Linked DNA regions of Sus scrofa: regions 1, 2 and 4 are each linked to region 3. A link is a contact called in public HiChIP or PLAC-seq data. All regions are on one chromosome and are shown on one strand. Each heading gives the region's core, a stretch centred on a gene start, on an enhancer-like site or on the middle of the called end of the contact. The rest is flanking DNA. Distances are from core to core; before and after follow the strand shown.

Region 1 (3,071 bases), core at 120-2,619, 470 kb after region 3:
CTGAGACATTGGTCTTCCTGCCCTGTCTCCACACAATCCCAGTGCTCTGTTACTGTGGCTCCGAAGTTCTTCAGCTCTGCTCTGCTGAGACACCGCCCTCCTTCCCTACTCCCCAGTGCCCGCCCTCAGGAATGGCGTCACAGGCACCTGCAGCTTGGGAACCTGATCCAGGTGGAGGGGGTGGGGGAGGCAGCTCTGGGCGCCTTTGTCTGGCTTTAGCTGGACACTTCATGGTCTCCTTTTGTGTTGGCAGGAAATTTGTCCCAGTCCTCTGCTGCTGAGCTCAGCCAAAGGTGAGTTTGGGGGACTCGGAGCCCTTCAGAGGCCTAGATGGGGGAGGGGCAGTGGGACTGGGCAATGGGTTCTATAGCTCCAAGGGTCTCTGCTTCCTGAAACATTGTTCCCCTTAATGTTTCTAATCAAAAACCTCCAAATAGCCTTCTCTCTGGGCTGCCTAACATTCCGCTTCTCATTGGCCAGGGAAAACTAAGGAGGTTCCTGGCAGCTCCATGGGATGAGGAAGACATTAGGGAAAGAAAAGGAATATCTGGATCCCAGGGTGTCTGGTAAATAAATGAGCGGGAGGTTGTTTGCTGTTCTCAGTGTCAGAAAGGTGAGCAGGCAGATTGGCTGCTGTGCAATCAGGGAGAGACAGTGATCAAGGATCCTGGATCAGCTTTGGATGGCTGAGGTAATAGACCAATGGGGAGTGGCCCTCAGAAGAGCTGGGCAAGGGCTATAGCGCTCCGAGAGGAGAGGGCAGGGGCTGATGCACATAGCTCAGGACTCGAGGTGGGAGCTGGGAGATTTCAACATCTATGTAAATAAGTACGCAAAATCAGCACCTGTTTATTTGGCTCCTTCGGCCGAAGCCTGATTAGAGTGGGTCAGCCTTCTAAGACAGTGTGGGTGTGTGAGCTAGTAATGGCCCCTTTAAGATATCAAGTTTTGATTTGTGGTCTTGAAAATCTCTAGCTGACACATCCTCCTGGCTCTGGGTTTGGGATTAGCTCATGGGATGGGGCTGATGAAATCCCAGGAAATTCAGTCCTTATTGGCGTTAGGCCCAGAGGCCCTTTCCAAATAGCAGAGGGTCGTACACAGAGCTCTTGTTTTGTGCAGGGAAAAAGTCCTCCCTGGAGATTCCCTCCCCTCACCCCATATCATTTCCGTTGGGGAGCAGCATGAAAGAGGAGATTGGGCCTGGATTAGGTAGGAAGGGGGGTGGTGTCTGTATTTATCTGGGAGGAGACAGAGTTTTCCTCATAAATAGAGGGGCCTGGGAAACTGCAGTGACTGCATCCAGGAAATCCCAGGAGGTGAGGGGGTGGGGACATCTTCCTCTCCAGTCCTTCCTCGCTCTTCCTCACCCTTCTCTCAGTCTCTGCCCTGTATCTTCCTTCTCTCCTGGCCATGGTACCTTCATCCACCATCTCTCTGGGAGTATCTTGTTCTTTCCCAGCTCTCTTTCTCTCTCCTCACCTCTTCTTTTTCTCTCTGCAGCTGTAGCCAGCTGGAAGGGGGCTCAGGTACCTGGGCAGGCTCCTCCCTGCGACGGACCCTCAGCTTCATCTTGGGCATGACCGGAAAGGCCAAGGTAGGAGTGCAGGGCGGTGGGGGGGGAGTACCCAGGGAGGGAGAAGAAGGCTCGGGACCCACTGCCCTCCCTGATTCTTCCTCTCCACCTACCATCTGCTCTCTTCCCCAGCTTCTCCTGGTGGCAAAGACTCAGGGCAATGGTTCAAGTTTGAAGGGAAATGTTATGTGTCCCTCTCTCCCTCCCTGTATCCCAGTAAACTACCTTTGCTCTGCTTTCCCCATGCCTCCAGCTTCTCAGCCAGCTGTAGACAGCTGGAAGAGGAGAAGGGCCAGGAACCTCGGAAGCTGAGGAGTTGCCCAGCCCTCCCTCTCTTTAGGCCCCACATAGCTAAGAGGTGGGCAGCAGAAATCTTAACCATCGGACAAAATAATGATAATAATCACAGCAATACTTTTTACTTCTTCAGAGGGCATTAGGGTTTGCAAAGTGCTTTTACACTCATAATTTTATGGGTGGATACAGCAGCTGAAGGAGTTGAAATTAGACCATAGGCAGAGTGGAAGCCAGGAAAGTGTATGATTATGGAAGTGCGCACACACACCGTACATGTGCAGTTCTGACCCCAGGACGGTGAAGGCACATTGCTCTCCTCCTTATTCCCAACCCCCAGGCTCTGTGAAATTGGGAGCTCTGCCTGCCACTTGAATGCATTTCCACTTTCTTCATCTACTGGCAGAATGAGCCACCCCCCTTTTCCTCTCTGGCTTCCCCCTGTGTGCATGTACTTTCCCACTTGGGCGGCTTCTGAGCACTGAAAGAAACCCCAGACAAGACAGCATCAGATTTAGCTGGAAGCACCACAGAGTCTCACCCAGTAAGGTTACCTGGGCTCCTCCCAGCCCCACCCACAGTGCCAGGGCTCGTCTTGGCCAGCCTTTTAGCTAGAATTCTCTTTCCTCTGGGTGAGCAGGGAAGGCAGAAATGAAACGCGGTTCTTAGTACCTTCTCACCACAGGCCACAGATGGGGAGTGGAGGCACAAGACCAGGCAGTCTGAGAGCAGGGTAGGTGGGCAGTGAGGCTTCCTCTCTCTGACTGGAGCAGAGCTCTCTAGAGAACAAAGCCAACACGGAGACCTGGGATCTGAGTCCCCCTCCCTGCAGGCACTCTGTTCAGGGTAGGAAAGTTTGAGGGCAGAAATCACCCTCCTTTCCTGCAACGGGAATGGTAGGGGAAGTCAGCGCTGGCAGGGGGCTCTCTAGATCTCGCCTGGTCTGCATTTGCCCTCCCTTGACCTAGGAGTTCAGTGAATAGATGAAGGAGAAAGTGGCCAGAGACTGGTGGAGCTCAAGCAGGCGGCAGAAAAGAGCTCAGAATCAGGACATTGTCTCACTTGCCTTTCCTCACAGCCCTCTGGTCCCATCTTCCTGTTTCCCATCCCATCATCGCCTGGTCCATCTTGCTTCCTCAGGAATATGAGTGCTTGCAGCCCTAAATCTTTTCTTCCCCCTCCTCCCAGCTCAGAATAGGGC
Region 2 (2,992 bases), core at 150-2,649, 340 kb after region 3:
TTAACCCACTGAGCGAAGCCAGGGATCAAACTTGCATCCCTATGGATACTAGTCAGGTTTGTTTCCCCTGAGCCACAACAGGAACTCCCTAGAGTGCTTGGAGGGAGGGTCCCTGTCTTATTCATTCTTTGATCACAGGGTCAAGTACTAAACACCTGTTGAACTGCTGAGTCACTCCTGCACAGGTGGTATGGAAGGACCTGGCTGTTCTTTAAGTAGCTGCCACATACCAGGCACTGGGCTAGGGGCCATGTGGGGCTGATCCCACTTCATCTTGACTTCAGCCTTATGAGGAAGGTATTATTATCTGCATTTTATATACCAAAAACCCAAACTCCGAGAAGTTGACTAATTGACCTAAGATAGTCCAGCTGAGTAACTGCCTTCTTCCCATCCGGACCCAGCTAGATGGAATGATGCAGGCTTAGAACAATTAGCTTGGCTTAGTTTAGCTGGGAAGGCCCTCAGAAGGAGCGTGTTTGATGGCCTTTTGTAAAGCCAGTGAACCCCTCATTTGAATGAAATTTCACCCCAAAAGCCCAATATACTAAATGACAGAGGCAGAGTCTCTCTAGCAGGGAAGTTTAGGGACCCCTGCCTGGTGATCCTTTGCCCCTCCCCTAAGAGGCCCCCAGGGCTCTGAGAATTAAACCCCTCTCTTTACAAAGTGGGCTTCTCAGGCTGGAGAAGCTAAGATTTGCCCAAACACAGCCAGAAACCCCCAAATAGTACTCGGACCCTATTTCACACTACTGTAGGAGACAGGACATCACTCTGGACATACTGGAAGGGGCTAATCGACCTCAAGGGATGGGCATTATCGCTACCATGATGAGGCAGGGGTTGCAGGGGTCAGTGTAGGGCTGGCTATCTTCCCTGGGTGCTCCAGCCAGGCCAGACAGGGCCGCTAGATAATGAGCACAGAACCAACCCTTTACACTTCACATTTGGCTGGGCAGGTCTCCCAGGTGTCATCTTTTCACAATCCAGATTACTACCTTAACCCTCTCAAACCTCTCTGAGATGCACAAAGCAAACACCATGATGCCCATTATACAGATACGGAGATTGAGACTTGGGCCAGGTTAACTGATATGCTCCAGGCCACACAACAAGAGACAGAAGCAGGTCCCAAACTCCAGGGATTTGCCTCCAGGTTAACTACATCCCACCTCCCTTCAGTCCAGACCCCAAAGGAGCTCCATCCAACAGCAAAATCCGAGAGTCTGCCCAGGAGTCCCTGCCCGACATTCCAAACCCCATCCCCCACTCAAATGGGCCCAGAGAGCCGCCCCACCTGTGAGCCTCAGGCTTCCTGGAACCGTCACAATACACACCAAAATACTGCCACGGTACACACCAGACAAGAGCCAAAGAGGAATTCCGCAGTGACTTCGTCCTCTCTGCTCCCTATCTCCCAGCTTTGGCCCCGCCCCACCTGGTGAGGGTGGGGGAGGGGAGGTAGACGTAGGAAGGGGCGGGGCCCCGGAGACGTGGGCGGAGCCAAGGGGACGGGGCTTGTTCCCTCCAGGGCAGATCGGTTCGGGCTGGTAGGGCGACTCCGGACTCCGGCGGGGTGGTTCCTCTCCCGCCCCCCCGCCCCCGCCGCCCGGAGGCGGGCAGTGCTGACGGCTGGTTCTGACGCAGGCGCCTGCGTGTGGGCGGCTGCCTGTGAGTCTGTGTGTGTCTGTGTGTGTGTGGTTGCCGGGGCCTCCCGGGTCTCCTAAATGGGGGTTTCCTCTCCCTGTTGCCAAGGAAACAAACAGAAGCGCCACAACTCCAGAACTGGGGCCGGCGAAAAGGGTCCCCAAGCCCTAGGCGCCGAGAGGCTTCCAGGAAGTGAGGCAGAAAAGGATCCCTGTTTCCCCCCCCACCCCCAGTCCAGGTGCTGAGCAAACGTTACCCAATGTGGGGCCTGAAACTAGTGGCCACCTGTCCTGTTTGCAGAGCACTGAGGAGTTTCCTAGGACAAGGGCCTTGCAGTGCTCAAACCCGAACAGTTCCTGGCAAAACCGGACAGTTGGTCTTCCTAAGTGTCCATCCAATTTTTGTGGGGAGGCTCTATCTTAAAAATATGAGAATATCTTTTACAGATTTCACACAGATAAGTGAACACGTGGAAACCTGGTCAGGCTCCTCTAAGGGTCTTGGGAAGGCCTGTGCCACTGTGGATCCCTGAGCTTCACCTTGCTTAGCCTCACCATAAAACCAACCTGGGTTCCCAGCCCCTGCAGCCCCTAAGTTCCTCAGGGTCCCCTTCCAAGGCTAGCCCTTGGCACTCACCCCAGGGAGGTCAACTGGGAAAGCAAATTCTCCCCGGGGAGGATGGTGGTTAATCTGCAGGAGATTTCCTGATGGGGGAACAGATCAAAGGGCACTTCTGGATTAGTGGCGGCCACGTGTGGCAGGTGGATGGGCAGGGCCTTGGCCAAGGTCAGGAGCTCCTGGAGGGAGACTCCATGGGATGGAAGGGACTGCCTTGGGCCAGTGCTTCATCAGTCATTGCTTAGAAGCCAGAACTTCAGAGCTGGGAGGAGTCTAAGGACATCATGCAAGCCAACCCCCTCCTTTCTAGACCTGCCTTGATCCAGCTCCCCAGATTCCCCTGTCCCACTATCCCTATGCCAGCCCACAGGCTAGCCCCAGAGTAACACCCCAATTGCCCTCTTTGTCTAGTAAATCCAAAGCTTACAGGGCTCCCTGAGAGCCCACTTCACTTTGGCCCTTGACCCCTGAGTGGCAGGTAATGGGGGAGCCACTGGAGCAGCGGTAGGGCAGCAGGGACCTGGCTGGGAGGGACAGGATGCACGAGTGGCCTGAGGCTGGTGTGCTCTCAGGCTGCCCAGGGAGGGGCCAAGAGGGCATCTGTTTCCTCTTGGCCATGATTCCCTCAATCCCATCCCCAAAGGAGGTGAAAATGGGGCTGGCTTCCTGAAGCGGAGCTTCCTGGCCTTGGCGGGGAGGATGGATGGGACGTCCTCAAAACATCCCG
Region 3 (3,496 bases), core at 622-3,121:
GGCCACAAGTGAGGGGAGGTTCCCCACTTAAGGGAGGGGGGGGCCCTTTCCCATCCTGCTATTGCCACAGCCCCAGGCCTGGCACAAGGCTCTATTCTTCTTATAGTCCTTGGGGACAGGACATATGGGCTCCTCTTGCCTACCCTGAGATCCTTTGGGCAAGTGGGCCCTGCCTGGTAGGAAAGACTGACATCTTCTGGTGCTGGGCCCCATCTCCCAGATCTAATGGGGAACCGAGAATCTATGTTTGGGGACAAAGTCAGACACTTATTTAAATCAGGTTTCCTGAAGGAGGAGCCATGTAGAAGGGTTGGAAACCAAGACCAAGAAAATAGGAGCCTGCTGGATTCCTGTCTTAGGACTTAATGAGATAAACTTCCAAACCTATTTGCAAAGCAATTCCACTGAACTTGTCTCCTTTGAGGCTTTTATGGGATAATGGGCCTAAAGGGGTCTTGACAGTCCAGCCCTTGAATTATTATAATGCAGCATGAGGTACTGTTCAAAGTGATCTACTTGTACGTAGCAATTTAATCTTCACACCAGTTTATGAGTTAGGTACTATTATCATCGCTGCTATTTTACCTATGAGGATCATGAGGTACAGGGAAATTAAGTAATGGGCCTGTGTTCCCGGTTAAAAAATGGCGGAATAAGGATGTGAACTAAAGTAGCTTGACTACTCCAAAACATGCTACCTCTTTATATATTAGCCTCTTCAGCACTCAACCTGGATCATTAAGCCTTGATCCAGTAAATCAGACCCAGCCAGGTAGAAATCGAGGTGTGTGAACTGAGTGCCCTTCTGTTCTGCGAGGGTCTTTAAGATCCAAGCCAAATTCCATCATTTCCTCAAGCTTCAGGTAGAAAGCAGACATTGGGGCAACAGGGATGCTGGAGAGGAAGTCTGACAGGTCGCTTGTCCAGTAGGCATGGCACCCACACTCCTGTGGTAGGGCAGAAGATTCGCCACACCCTGGAGCAACCAGGAATTACAAATTTTTTTAAACATCTACTACTGTTTCTTTAATGAGATGCTTTTGGGCGTTTCCTGTGCTGGGGGAAATTAGGGTCACGCCCCTTTAAATTGCCCCCCTCGGCTGTAAGTGCTCTGGAGCCTCAGGCACTGGGGATTAGGTCACCCACGAACTATGAGCTGTCGCTTTAAATTGCTGGGCGTCTGCCCAGCCGGGCCCTGGGAGGGGAGGGGGCCTCTCACAGGTAGAGGGAGCAAACGAGCTCTCCAGGTAACCCCCCAGAAAAGAACGGGTCCCTTTAAGTGAGGCTTCGGCTCACACTAAGTGAAGGAGATAAAATCTTTTCAACACTTAGTGTCTACCCTTAATTTATCTACTTAGATTCCCACCTCCCAACTCTCTAGGGGCTTGGGGGTTGGGGGGGAGCTGTCGAGGTAGCGTGTGTGTAAGTGTGTGTGCGCGAGTGTGTGTGAGTGTGTTTGGGGGCGGGGGCGGGAAGTATGTGCCCAGTCGGCGGAACCTCCCCGGAAAGGACCTCTTCGAGCGCATGGTGGCAGCAGTACTAGGCGGCCGTCCGGACAGCTCGAAAGGGGCACCACGGGCGCGGGCCGATCCCCTTAGAGGCCTCTGGGTCTCGCCTCCCTACTTTGCCTCGCTCGGTCGCTTCCTCGCTTCCTCCCTCCCTCCCTCCTGGCTGGCGGAGGGATCTGCCTCTCCCAGCGCCGCAGCCTAGCTTGGGAGGGCGCTGGGGTGGGGGCCGACCCGGCCCGGCCCGGCCGGCCCGAGGGAAGCGAGGGGCGGGGCCGCGTCCCCGGGACCGCCCCTGCTCCGGCCCCGCCCCTCCGCCCCCACGGGTTCCTCCCATTGGCCCCCCCGCCTGTCCATCACCCCCGTTCCCCCCACCCCTCAAGCTAGGCTGAGCTGTGCCTACGTCGGCCTCGACTCCCGGGGGCTGGAGGAGTTACCTTTGGAGCTCGAAAGGAGGAAGGAAGCAAAATATCAACAACAGCCGAGGCGGCTCGGGCGCTCGGCCCCAGTCCCTCGCCTGCCGGCCGCCCGCCTGCCCGCCCTCGCGCCCACGACGGGGGCCCAGGCCCCCCGGCGCAGCCCAGGGCCCGCGCGGACGCCGGCCTCATTTATTATTCCCCCCGCCCGGAGCTGCGGCTTCCAGGTGCTGAAGAGCCCCAGGACTAGGGGCGAGGGCTACCCCCTCCCAGCCGTGACATCCCCCTTCCCCCAGCGGGGCCGGTGAGTAGAGAAAAATAATGCTCCTGCCGCTTTAAGAGGCCCCCTCCCCCACCCCATCCTGGGGTTGGGGTGGAGGGTGGTCTAGACCGTCCCCCTGAGAGGTGGGATGGGGTGGCCTCTTGGGTTTGGGAGGAACTCGCGGAGCGGGCTGTGTTTTCTTGTGGCGTTGGTGGAAGATTACATGGGGGACTGTTTGGGTGAGGGAGTCGGCTGTGGGGGACAAGTGGAGTGGGCTGTAATTCCCTTGGGTGTTGGGGTCGGGGTGGGGACGGGTGGCTTGGGGGCGCGCCGGTCTGTTGGTGTCCGGGGGTTAAGGCGGCCTCCGAGCGGTCTGGGAAGGGGCGCCATCCTCAGAGGGGGTCTCCGGTGACAGCCGGGAGCGACTGACATTTTAACAGCCGGCCCTCCCTCCCTCTCCCTCCTCGAGCCGCCTGTTCCCTCCTCCTTGGCCCGAAATGGTGCAGAAGGGGGCCTGAGAGGGCGGCGGGAGGGTGGGGGCGGGGGGAGCCGCAGCTGTTTGGGAAGCGGGGGAGGGAGGGGGGATGTTGTTCAGATGACACCGGGGTGGTGGGTTGGGGTGTGTGAGTGTGTGTGTGTCCCGGGCCCGGGTTTGCCCTGTGCCTGTGGAGTTGGCACTCAGAGTTAGCACGGAGGTGGGCACGCAGGACCCTTTCTTGGGACCTCCTAGCCTGCCTCCGAGACCCCTGCTCTGGTTTGTCTGTGGCCCCAGCTGGAGAACCCCCGGCCAGAAGTTTGCAGCTGTTAAACATCTGGGCAAGAGTTCTCCAGTCCGAACTGGGTTGGGAGTGGGGGTCCAGGGAGTGAGGGGCTTTTCGGAGGGTGGGCCGAGGAGACTAAGATGCATGTAGTCTCTTACCCTCCTGCCAACCCCTTTTCTGTCAGGTTTGTTCTTACGGGGTCTCCCTTCCCCTAGTGATTCTAGCTGATCTCTCAGTGGCCTCCTGAGGTCTCTCCCCAATGAAAGGAGGGCTCCTGAGTGTGGGCCCCCTTGGAGCCACTGACTAGGTTATCCCAGGTTTGTCCTTTGAGTAGGAGGTTCTCCCTGCCTCCTCTTAAGCAGCCCATTGTTGATGGGTTGGGGGAGGGTACATTAGGTGGAGCCTCTGTCCCTCTTCTCAGTGCCTAGGCCCCTTTGAGGTCTCCTCCTAGGCCTGGTTTCTTTGGTTTTGGGGGGTGGCCCTCCCTTGCCCCTTCCCCCATCCCCGCAGTGGGTCTCCTAGGCAATTCAGGGGCCATTCTGGACTCTGGGA
Region 4 (3,087 bases), core at 29-2,528, 390 kb after region 3:
CCCCAAACACCCAGCACGTCAGTTTCTCTTTCAAGAGTGGCCCTCTCGCCGGTTCACCCAAAGGCTGCCCCCTCTGCCACCTCCTCCCTTCCCAGAGAGCCTTCCCCACCCCTCCCTCGGAGAGCCGCGCGCAGCCCCACTCCAGTGCTCGCCGCTCGGCCTCTCGGTCCGCACTCACAGGGTGCTCTGGACACCTCCAGTGTTAGCTTGGCTTAGCACCTGGGTCAAAGCCTTGGGACGCAGCATGCCTGTGGCTCCTAACCCTGGGCTTTCACAACCTGATCCCGGAGTTTCCTATAACTGGCCTCCGCCTGCCGCTTCCCGTAGTCCAGCTGCCCGGCTCCAGAACTCCTGGGAGTTGTAGTTTCCTGGCCTGACTGTGCGGTTCTGACTCAACCCCGCCTCACCGCGGGGGGCGCTGGGAATTGTAGTTCCTCGAAGCTTCGCGAGGCACCCTGGGAACTACAGTTCGCCTTTCCAGTGAGACCACGCGGTTATGGGGGAAAAGAGCGGGAGTAAAAGGATAGTGGCAGTACTGGAAGGACATTTAACCCTCTCGGGCAGAGGAGTCATATCTGCTTGACAATCCACGATTCAGTAATTAAAAGAAAACAAAATTCCTATACTTGTCAGGCATACCTTGGGTTACTTCTCAAAGCAATTTTCTACATTATGCATAATTCTGTGAGATGAGGAGATAGATGCTATTGAGGAAATAGGCTCAGAAAGGCCATGCAGGCAAAAATCCAGGTCTCTGGAACTGTACTGAATAGACTTCTTGGAGGCCGCTACCCTCAGGGGAATTAAGTCAATCCTACAGAAGAGGTTTTAGGTAGATATCCAGAAGTGGAAAATTCAGCCTCCAAGTCGGGAGAAGCCTCAGGCCTGGAAAGGATTTGGGCTTTCCAAGAAAGACCAGTTATCATAGGGAACGGAGATAAAGCGGCGACACAGAAAGTCCTTTGTCCCGGAGAAAGAGTTAGTCGCGGAGGGGGCGGGTAGCTTTGGGCCCGGGGGCGGGGGGTTGGCACCTCAGCGCGACTCGGACCGGCTACCACGGGCGGTGGTCTCTCCCGGAGAGTTTGCTTCCCGCCCCTGTCCGGAGCAGCCCCTTTGGGGGCCGCCGCCCAGCAAGGCCCTGCCCAGGCTGCAGACCCCGGGCTCGGCCCTGGGCGGACCCCGCTGCAGTGGCCCCCCCGGTCCGCCCGGGGCGCTGTGGCTGCGGCTGGTCCGGAGGGGGCGGTGAAGCCTTGGGGAGGGGAGGGGAGAGGGGAGTGTTGGAGGCGCCGGAGCCGAGCACCGCCGGGCGGGCGGGGAGGAGGAGGAGCCGGGGCGGGCTGGCGGGCGGCCGGGTGGCGGCGGCGGCGGCGGCATGGCGGAGCCGAGCGGGGCCGAGACGAGGCCCCCGATTCGGGTCACCGTCAAGACCCCTAAGGACAAGGAGGAAATTGTGATCTGCGATCGAGCCTCGGTCAAGGAGGTAGTACGGGTGGTGGGGATTGGGGGGGTGCGGAGGAGTGGTCTGTGAAGAGGGGGGTGTCTCTGAGACCGTCGGGCGTATGGGAGGGCCGGGGAGAGGAGGGCGGGGGCCCAGCAGGCACTCGGGGAAGCGGGAGGGAAGAGGCGGCGGGTAGGGGGCGTCCTGCGAGGTCGATCCGGGGTAGCGTGGCGCGTGTTTGGGAAGGGAGGCCGGGGTTTGCCTTGTGGCCTGGTCTGGGGGCGTGGTGGAGTTGGAAGAGGACACCTTGCACAGGCAAGGGGGAAGGACCCTGTGTTGGAGAGGAGTGTTTGCGCCGCTTACTAGCGGGGGTTCGAGGCGCTGAGGCAGGGTGGGAGCCGGGCAAGGTGCGGAGGCCGGATAGTGGGCGCGGGGCGCAGGCGAGGAAAGCTCCAGGCTTCTACTGTGCGTCTCAGAGAACGCCCAGCATTCTGACGCCCGGCCGGTGCGGGGGGAGGATTTCCCTCTGCCGGGATCTTTGCTACTCTTTCAAATCAAGGTAGTTGCGTTTGGTTCTCAGCCCCTCTGGGATTTACACAAGGTGCAGTAGGTGCTCAAGAAAAATGTGGTGAATGACTGAATGAGGGAATATTGCTGTGTTCACCACCCGCCTGTGGCGGCTCCAGAATTTCACAGAGGCGGGGCTAAGATAGGCTTTCTGGTTGGGAAGGAGGGATCTGGAAGCTGCCTTTGCTTAGCAAGTGCACTGTTTTTACTTAGAGTGTAAGTTTGGGTTGGTAGGGGGGTTGCGGATAGATGTAGAGTCTTAACTCTTTCCAAGCCAGCTTTTAGTGCCATTATTGCCCTTCCCCCAACCTTATAAAATGACTCCATTCCAGAATTGAAATCATTTTCGCTGCAAAGCTGAATTTGGTATCAGCTCTAGTTGAGAGGATCCATGTTTTTGGTTCAGAGCTTGGGCTTCGGTATCGAGGCCTAAGTTCCAGTCTGCCCGGGGCAAGTTTCCTAACTGCTTTGATTCTCAGTTTTCTTGTCTTTAAAATGGAGATAATTGTTAACATGTATCTCATGGGATTTAGACTCTGAATGGTTAGTGCTTTTATAAATAACGTGTTACCTGGTAACTGGTTAAGGGTCAGCTGGTTAAGGGTCTGGCGTTGTCACTGCTTTGGCTCAGGTCACTGTGTGGCTTGGGTTCGAACCCTGGTCCAGGAACTTCTGCATGCTGTGAATGTGGCCAATAAATATGTAAATACCTAAATAAATAAGTGGGATCTGTTTATCATCATTGTCACAAGAACACTGGAAATAAAGAGAGGAAAAAGACTTGGGGTCTGAGAAGAGAAGGCTGAAGGGAGACAGGGCCTGGGCCCAAGGCTGTTGAAGGAGTTGGGATGGTGAGAACTGCCTAGGCAGTACCCTCACGGGGAACTGGGTGGAGGGACTGAAGATGGAGTGGCAGATAGAAGTGAAGTCTTTCTTGGAGTTCCCTTCGTGGCTCAGTGGTAATGAACCCAACTAGTATCCACGAGGACACGGGTTCGATCCCTGGCCTCGCTCATTGGGTTGGGGATCCATTGTTGCCGTAAGCTGTGGTGTAAGCCGCAGATGCAGCTCAGATCCCGAGT

Evidence for each region. HiChIP or PLAC-seq counts read pairs in DNA pulled down with a chosen protein or histone mark.
Region 1: an H3K27ac HiChIP or PLAC-seq map of skeletal muscle shows a contact between it and region 3. The contact joins the promoter of ARHGEF2 here to the promoter of MEF2D in region 3. A contact is called at or near these places in 2 of 2 datasets of contacts at active chromatin or transcription factors (alveolar macrophages and skeletal muscle).
Region 2: a contact with region 3 is called in an H3K27ac HiChIP or PLAC-seq map of alveolar macrophages. The contact joins the promoter of LMNA here to the promoter of MEF2D in region 3. A contact is called at or near these places in 2 of 5 promoter capture datasets (fetal liver and liver), 6 of 47 Hi-C or Micro-C datasets (heart right ventricle, liver, skeletal muscle and 1 more) and 2 of 2 datasets of contacts at active chromatin or transcription factors (alveolar macrophages and skeletal muscle).
Region 4: an H3K27ac HiChIP or PLAC-seq map of alveolar macrophages shows a contact between it and region 3. The contact joins the promoter of UBQLN4 here to the promoter of MEF2D in region 3. A contact is called at or near these places in 1 of 5 promoter capture datasets (liver) and 1 of 2 datasets of contacts at active chromatin or transcription factors (alveolar macrophages).

The regions. Positions count from the first base shown.
Region 1 is chr4:94,047,827-94,050,897 of Sscrofa11.1, forward strand. ARHGEF2 (Rho/Rac guanine nucleotide exchange factor 2) reads left to right here and starts at 1,370. Exons shown (of 23, transcript NM_001128463.1): 1 at 1,370-1,416; 2 at 1,504-1,597.
Region 2 is chr4:93,924,885-93,927,876 of Sscrofa11.1, forward strand. It overlaps LMNA (lamin A/C), which reads right to left and starts at 1,400. Exons shown (of 13, transcript NM_001111257.2): 1 at 1,298-1,400.
Region 3 is chr4:93,579,692-93,583,187 of Sscrofa11.1, forward strand. MEF2D (myocyte-specific enhancer factor 2D) reads left to right here and starts at 1,872. Exons shown (of 12, transcript XM_021089672.1): 1 at 1,872-2,225.
Region 4 is chr4:93,975,108-93,978,194 of Sscrofa11.1, forward strand. It overlaps UBQLN4 (ubiquilin-4), which reads left to right and starts at 1,279. Exons shown (of 11, transcript XM_003125701.5): 1 at 1,279-1,480. The coding sequence starts at 1,373. It overlaps LAMTOR2 (late endosomal/lysosomal adaptor, MAPK and MTOR activator 2), which reads right to left and starts at 454. Exons shown (of 4, transcript NM_001243627.1): 1 at 179-454. The coding sequence starts at 246.